Linked DNA regions of Rattus norvegicus: all the other regions are linked to region 2. The links are chromatin contacts, called in public Hi-C maps. All regions are on one chromosome and are shown on one strand. Each heading gives the region's core, a stretch centred on a gene start, on an enhancer-like site or on the middle of the called end of the contact. The rest is flanking DNA. Distances are from core to core; before and after follow the strand shown.

Region 1 (2,700 bases), core at 104-2,603, 930 kb before region 2:
TCGGGACCCAAAGTGGCAAAATGCAAGCATTTCCATAACTCCAGCCCTACGACCACTTCTGACAGCGGGGGCCGGGGTGGGGGTAGAAAAAAAGAAAAAACCCAAAACCAAAAGAAAAAAGGAAAGAAAACCTCTAAGCTGGGTTTGCAGAACGCCCGGGCGACCGCTACCCCACGTTCTCGGGACTCCTGAGCTGAACCTTTTCCAATCCAGCACCAGCTCCTCTTCTTGCTCTGGCTTTGACTTTTCTTCTCCGGGAGTCTAGCAGAGAATCCAGTACTTTTGGCATCAACCCCCCACCCCGAAAAATACTGGCAGACCCCAATAATTTCGAGGAAAGTCTTGAAGTCTTTCATGAGCGGAGCACTGAGCGAATTAACTCCGGCATCTGCCTGCCCTACGTTTATTCCCGATTTATTTCAAGAGTCCGCTTTGGGAAGAGAGGCTGGAAGGGGACCTAAAGTCGGCGGGTCGGGAGCTGCAGCCTGCATTTGTGTGCATGTGCCTTGGGTGTGTGGTGTTAGTGCCTGGGCGTGCGAATTCATGGAGCGCCTTTCTGCCTCTCCAGTGCGGCCAGAGCTCGCTTCGCGCACCCACCCCTGCCGAGGAGCCTACTTGCTGCAGCCCAATGCATTGTGTAAGACGCGACCTGTTATGGCCACCACTACTTCCGGGTTCTAGCATTCTGGTCGGAATCCACCTCTCCGCCTGTGCAACACACACTTTACACACGCACGGCGACTGCAAGCGGGCAGCATCGATCGTGGCTCCTTTAAGACAAACTCAGACAGACATTTTTTTAACCCTCCTCTCTAATCTCCCTTCAGTGCAGCAGTTGCAAAGAGGGAGAGAGAAAGAGAAAGAGAGCGAGAGAAGAGAGAAACTGATTGGGAATTAGGACTGATTCAAGGAAAGCGGGCGCTAGGGCTTTGTGCATTTGAATATTAACATTTGAGGTGTTCTGACCAGAAGAAGACAGAACGGATGATCATTCATTCACCACGTTGACAACCTCGCCTGTGATTGACAGCTGGAGTGGCAGAAAGCCATGAGATTTGGTAGTTGGTTCTGAGGGGCGCTCTTTTTTTTCTTTTTCTTTTCTTTTCTTTCTTTTTTTTTAACTGATTTTTTTGGGGGGGAAGAGAAGATCTGCTTTTTTTTCCCTCCCACTGCTGTCTTGGTGGAACCAGAGCGCTTTTATGCTCAGCGACGCGGGCGCCTTGCTTCAGGTCCGGTAGACCGAAGATCTGGGACCAGTAATTCACACTGCTGGAGACGCAAAGGGATTTTTTTGTTACTGTTGTGCTTTATTTTTTTTTCCGAGGGAGTTTGCATATTTGTTTCTTTTCACACTGGCCTTAAAGAGGATATATTAGAAGTTGAAGAAGGAAGGGAGGCAGAGAGGCCGATGGCGCAAAGGGTACGTATTAAAAACAATTGTGGAACTCAAATGTGAGATTAAATTGAAACGTGGCTGAAAGACACTGTTGCTAAGTTTCCTCTTTCCTTTCTCTCTTTTTGAATGAGGTTCCTAAAGCCGCGGCCTAAATCGACAGGTTTACTTAATGCATTTGTAGCCTTATGCATGTTACTCGTGGGTTATTAATTCAAGTGATCAAGTAGTCTATAGATTCCTAGCCAACAGCTATATAAATAAAAATACAAGCCCGAGGAATCACCTGTTTTAAAAGGAAAGAAAGAGGAGGGGGAAATGCTACATATCCAGTGCTGTAATTTAAGCATTTAGGGACCAAAAGTTTAAAGCTACGTTTAATTAAAATGAGCAGCTGGGAACTTTAGCGTTATTATCGATTATGCACATCTTTAATATCATTAGAAGTAGGTAGCATTTTTAGATAAGGAATGTCCTGGTGTAGTGGAGTTTTGGTTGGAAAAACATTCCTCTTTTAAAAGTAATTTTAATTTGCATGGGTTTTTATGCAAGATAATAAGTTTGCAGATTTTTTTTCTTAGCTAAGTTCTTTACCACTTAGATACTAAACACAGAGCTACTCAGTTTAAAAATGCAATCCTAATTTCCCCAATATTCCTATTTGAATGGAAATGCCTTGAAAGTAAACTGAGACAATGACGGGCCGGCTGAGGTGGCTTCTTAAAAGAAAAGGGTCTACAAAAAGGCTGCCTTGCATAATTTGTGTCTTGGCCCTCAAAGCCCCTTTTGGGAAAGAAAGTTACTGGAGGACACATTTTTTTCTTTCTTCTCTCAGTTCAGGCAAATGTCAGGATTCTCCCAAACTCTTCACACCTCTGTCTTTCAGAGGATGAAAGTGGCAGTTCTTTGGAAATCATTTCCTTCTCCCCATTTCCAAATCTTAGAAAAGAAACTTGCCTGGAATAAAACAGAAAAATTGAAATAGCTGAATTTATCACAGACAGTCAAGGCAATCAATTTGAAAGCAGCCCCATCCCCCAGATTTTCATGTGTGTTTTGCTTTTGAGTCTGTTTAAAAAAAAAAACTAACATGTAACTATTGCTTCCTGGACTCTTACTCTAGGGAGAAAGTTTGTGAGGGTAAAAAAAAAATATAAAACAACATTAGTTGCTTCCTTTATAGCTTTTATTTAAGTTTGGAAATAATGTTGCCCAGTTGTATGTTCAGCTGTAAAAGGCAACAAGCTGCCTTATGCACACTTCAGTATAACATATATGGGGGGGGGGTCGTTTTGTATAATTTAGCA
Region 2 (2,700 bases), core at 161-2,660:
GATTCTAGAATTCAGCTGGCAGTGACACAGATTTTTTTTAAACCATTCTTTATTTTGAGAAAAATATATATTATAGTATTAAAATTTCTACTTTCAACTAGCTTTATCAAGGGATCGTCTGGTCTGTTTCACTTGATGTACATTTTCATGAAACACCATCAATTCGGTCCAAGTCTCCACGAATTCGTGAATATGTTCTTGGATTTTAGAGCGCTAAAGTGTACTTCTCATTTGCTCTAGTCACGTTTATCATGGCTCTGCAGTAGCAGAACATCCTTTGTCTCCCAAATGTACTCCTTTCGGTGAAATTATTTTCTTTGCAGAACTGGAAAAACAAAAGGTGAACCTTCTCAGGGAAATACTGGGTGGGACAGGGAAGTCAGGTCAGAAAGCAGACTGCCCATATTGGCAGTGAAAAAACCACGCTTATTTGGTAGTCGACTAGTTTTGTGGTTAAATAATGGTCTTATTTTGGCATTTAATGAATATTTGTTCCAAATAAACATAATTTATGAATATTTTAACACATGCATACTCAGTGGGGTGGATTCTCACACTGATATAAATAGAATTAATGAGCAGTCAGCTGCCACATACCAGGACATATGACCCAGCAGCAAGAGCTCAGAAGCGGTTCTCCTGGCTTCATAAAGCTCTGCCCTTAGTTTAACTTCTTGAAACTATGTCTCATTCTCCCCTCACTGTTGCAGAACTCAGGTTTTGTTAGATGAGTCTGGCTGGATGTCCAGACAACCATTTGTTTTGCCTTCTTTAAGACAAAACAAAATCACACAGAGGGAGGGCTTGGCTCCACTCAGCACAACTTGTGACAGGAGTCAGAGAAAAATGAATATTTTACATATTTCTACTAAAAACATGAATTGTCTGTTCTTTCCATTTTTGTGACAATTAGCATGATTATGCCAGTTGCTACAGATCTTTACAAAACAAAAAGACAAACGAACAAAAAACCCAAAACTTCCAGTGGTTTTACATTTTAAAACAGACCTGACACCCCTTGAGTGGGTGAAACAGAGAGAAAAAGCAAACACATCCTCTGGGCCATTACCTGCTCTCCTTGAACACAAAGCACCGAGCTGTGCAGCATGCCTAATACGATTTTTTTTAAGGAATAAGCCCAGCAGTAGAAAGCTACCCCTTCAAGGAGTAGGTTTGGGAATCAACGCCAGCATGCGAAATCTTCAAATTAACTGGATTTAATTTGACAGGGAATTATTGTTGTGAAGAGGCAAAGTGAAATTTAAGAGTCACCTCTATTCTGTTCTGCTATTTTCTTTTTACAGCTTTATTATAGGCAAAGCAGAAAAATAAAGCGAGCATGTGCAGTGCGATGCCCAGATGATCTGGCAGGAGGGCAGTCTTGGCAAGAGATTTGGGCTGTGACGTTTATACACACAGATGGCAGGGCACAGCCTTTATTCCTCTTAGCTTTCATTCCAAAAGGGGGTGTTGGAGGCCTCTCTCCCTCCCACCCCCACATTTGCAAACACACACTCTCTGAAATTTCAGACTAAAGCTGCATCCGAAAAAGGAGAAGTCCAGTCCGGCCTGCCTTAAGGAAGTGAGAAAAGAAAACAGGGCACCATTCTCCTGGCCACCTCTTAGAGGAGGACTTTATCCCGACGGACTGAGGAGGAGGCTGGGGCCTGAGGAGCTTCCCCAGAGTGGCTCCCCTGGGGAATCCCCTTTCCACTGCAAAGTCAATGGGCACCACCTAGTGCTCTTTCCTGGCAAAGGCTGTGTGTGTTGGTCTGGATGTAAGTGGGCACTTGGGATGACTGGTAAAGGTAAAATAAAAGCACACAGTCGTCTTCAAACCCTTTGCCTTCTAAGGAAGGGGAGAGAGGGAGAGAAGGGGGAATAAGGAAAGGGGGAGGGGAAGAATAAGAATTTTAAGGTGAATGAAAGCAGTTCTTCCAAATAAGGGCTTTTCTTAGGGCTGGTCTTTGTTGATAGTTTCCTCTTATATTTTTCCACACACCCCCCATTTGTTTTATGTAAAGACTTCACTTCCCAGCTCTGGCTGACCTGGAATTTGTTACGTAGATGAGAACACTCAGAGATCCCCCTGCCTCTGCCTCTACCCTTGAATGCTGGGATTAAAGGTATGCACTGCCAAGCCTAGCTTCCCTTCCCTCCTGTTTTTAAAGCCATTCCAAATCTCCTCCTGAGAAATAAAGTCTTTATTCCTCCATATGCTAATTCCCCCTGCATCCGGTTTGTCTGTCTGTTTCCTCTATGGTTAAACTTGGAACATTTCTAAAACCTTCATTCAGCCTAAAGCAAAGAAGGTTCTAGTACCAATGTGCCCTTGGCAGCCAAAATCGTTTCTAACAAGGAGTCTCTCTGGAGTCTTCCTAACAAAACAAATCGCACTTATGAAAAATGAGGCGTAGCACAGACTCTTTCGCAGCACAATAAGATCAAGTTAACCGCTCGTGCCTCTAGGAAAAGGATCTAAGAGGCTTTATCCGATTGGCAAAATGGACCTGGATATCAGCTCAAGGATTGAGGACACTTTGATAAAATTTCAAAGCAATGAAGTCCGATTATCTGAATGATTGCTTAACCCCTTTAAAATATAATTCAGGGAAGAACAAGATTTTTTTTTTTTTTGAACACATGGTCTGGCAGAAAATAGAAAGCTGTTTTATACTATTTGCTTTTTCTGGAACATTT
Region 3 (2,700 bases), core at 108-2,607, 540 kb before region 2:
TTTTCTGGTATACAAATAACAAATGACTCATAATAGTTAATTGAGGTATTAAGATGCATAAGGGAAGAATATTAGATTGACTAGATAAATGATTCATAATGCAAGGTAAATAATTGGTGAGTTCATACTCCTAAGTAGCATACAGCTCATAAGCAACACGAGGAGTCCATCAAATAAAGGGAATTGTGTTTACTAAATGAACTCCCAGCTAATTGAATGTGGAAGCTATGTTGCCTCCAGGCTCCACTGGAGCCTTGCTTTTAGCTAAAGCAGGTCCCTCACAGGTCTGCCCAAGAGTTTTTATCTTGGATCTTGTGAGGTTATAAGGTTGCAGAATGGCTCATGCTAAAATTGGCCTGATCATGGCTGAACCGGGAATATGGCACCTGACTGGATTTCAAGACCAGGTCTCTGACCAGAGAGGCCCAGTTATGGGATTGCAGGGGACTTTGGGTAAGGTCTCTTTTATCACCACCATGCTATGTCTTGAGCTGGTTTACAGATGACAGCAGCTGCTTTCCATTCGACCTCAATGGGTACCCAAAAATACATGTACAGGTTGTAACATACAAATGTCCTCTGTTTCACATTCCTCTGCCTAATTGCTTCAACTCTTCGGAGCATCTCCAGTAGATACAGTCGACAATTGGAAGAGTTGTGAGCAGAGGTAGGAGACAGCCTTTGAGGAAAGGAGTCACATATCTCTGGGGGATTCTGGTTTTGAATTTTTGTTCATTTTACATATTTAAAAGTGCAGTTAAGACAGAAAGAGAGCACCAGTATGGGACTATTTAACAAGGTTTGGGTTCACCAATTGGTCTGGTTTCTTTCAGTTTCTTTACTTTTTTTTTTTTTACCTTTTATTGGACATTTTCTTTATTTACTTTGCAAATGTTATCCTCCTTCCTGGTTCCCCCTCTAGAAACCTCCTATCCCATCCTCCCTCCCCCTGCTTCTATGACAGTGCTCCCTCACCTGCCTCCCTACCCTGGCATTCTTCTATACTGGGGCATTGAGTCTTCCCTGGACCAAGGGCCTCACCTCCCATTTGTGCCTAACAAGGCGGTCCTCTGCTACATATGTGGCTGGAGGCATGGGTCATTCCATATGTACTCTTTGGTTGGTGGTTTAGTCCCTGGGGGAATTGGGGGCTCTGGTTGGTTAACACTGTTGTTCTTCCTTTGGTCTTTAAAACCTTTCAGCTCGCAAGGAAATATTTTTGATGACACACTTCACATCATCATGGAGTTAGTAACAATCAGCCATGATAGTTTTCTTTTAGGCTGTCTTCAAATAGTCATCTCAAGATGCCATGTGGTTTCATTTCCAGGACAGTGAAATGTTGACTTTGAGCTGCCCCATAAGGATGTGTTGTCATCTTGTTCTGCTCACTTTACTTCACAGATAAGGATAACCACAAGGCTGTGGCTATGTTGCTGGCTAGCGGATGGCATTTTGAGGAGACACCTGAATGCAGATGGTTGACTTCCTGGCCAGTTCTTGTTTGTGTCTGTCACGGTGTCATATCCCCCTGTTTGTCATGCATGCTGTTCTCCTTGTGGCCACAGATAAATCTTTAAGTTTCATCAACGTTTTCCCTTCTCCCTTCACTAATATAATTTCCAAGGTAAACGCTAAAGTTTAGGTGAGCCTCCCAGAGAAAGCTCCCCAAGATTGTGGCACTTGGGCTTCATAAGCAGAGTTTTTCTTTGCTAGCTTTGATTCTAGGCATGCTTAAAAAATTACCCAGTTAGCAGTCCCCTAGCCTCCGTCTATGAGTTCACTGGGAAACTATGCATAAGATACTTTGGAAATAAACATACACAAGAAGTTACAGTTCTGTTTGAATGACCCTCTACCTTGGAATGTCTGTAACTGTGAGAATTATAAGACCATGAAATATGTCTAGGCTGCTGGCTTGAAAAGTTACTATTCCTTATATGGACTACTCACAGACAGGCAAGAAAACTTGTATAAACTAAATAGGGGATTTTTTTTTCCCAGCCACTTACGTGGCTCATCCTTGACCTATTTCATTTATAGCTTCCTTCAAAACACTGTGCCCTGAAAGCTCATTGCTTTCTTGATGGTCTTCTAAAAGCCATCTTCAGAGATACGAATGCTTCAGATGGACTCTGAGAGGCAGGGGCATGATATTCCAGCTAATCAGCAATACAGTAGTCTGGTAACCGTTTAGGGGCTGGTTGAGGCCTCCAATGTACAGTTTATTCATTGTTGTTAGAATTTAAAGCATGGACATTCGTAAAGGCTTGAACTAGCTCAGTAAGAAAGAAGGGCAAATGGTTTCAGAAAGGGACCTACATACAGCCCACTTAAATTTCTCCTCCCCCTTTCCTTGACATTGGAGGAAATGAAGCCGTATGCTAGGAAGCTGAAGTTGAAAGGAAATCTCTATTTAATGGGGGTAATTGTCTTCTGACACACAATATGGAGTGGGACGTTTAGAAATCCTGATTCCCACAGAATACTTTAAAGGAAGTGATCGAAACCCTGAACTAGTCTGTTTGGGATACTACACTTTCCCCAGCCCTCACCAATAGCCCCGGAGTCCCCGTACATTCAAATCCAGTCACACTCCTAATTAGGACACATCTTCTACCTTCTGTAGCTCCACTTTTCCCAACTCAAAAGGAGGGTTAAAGACAGCCCCTAACGCAGAGTCGCATGCGGAGATCTAAC

What was found. A called contact is a pair of places that touch in the nucleus more often than the background predicts.
Region 1: a contact with region 2 is called in a Hi-C map of the A7r5 cell line, with 7 times the contacts expected there. The contact joins the promoter of Meis1 here to the enhancer-like site in region 2. A contact is called at or near these places in 4 of 12 Hi-C or Micro-C datasets (the A7r5 cell line, the Rat2 cell line, Schwann cells and 1 more) and 1 of 1 datasets of contacts at active chromatin or transcription factors (oligodendrocytes).
Region 3: a Hi-C map of the A7r5 cell line shows a contact between it and region 2, with 4 times the contacts expected there. The contact joins two enhancer-like sites. A contact is called at or near these places in 2 of 12 Hi-C or Micro-C datasets (the A7r5 cell line and the Rat2 cell line).

What each region holds. Positions count from the first base shown.
Region 1 is chr14:97,493,736-97,496,435 of GRCr8, reverse strand. Meis1 (Meis homeobox 1) reads left to right here and starts at 1,353. Exons shown (of 13, transcript NM_001134702.1): 1 at 1,353-1,420. The coding sequence starts at 1,409.
Region 2 is chr14:96,559,646-96,562,345 of GRCr8, reverse strand. No RefSeq gene overlaps it. Among named protein-coding and RNA genes, the nearest start is that of Etaa1, 45 kb to the right of the region's middle. Within about 2 kb of position 1,410, at least 13 of the 93 cell types and tissues checked have an H3K27ac peak or open chromatin away from gene starts, as enhancers often do. A contact at or near this core is called in the A7r5 cell line, where this site is marked.
Region 3 is chr14:97,103,553-97,106,252 of GRCr8, reverse strand. No RefSeq gene overlaps it. Among named protein-coding and RNA genes, the nearest start is that of Meis1, 390 kb to the left of the region's middle. Within about 2 kb of position 1,357, at least 8 of the 93 cell types and tissues checked have an H3K27ac peak or open chromatin away from gene starts, as enhancers often do. A contact at or near this core is called in the A7r5 cell line, where this site is marked.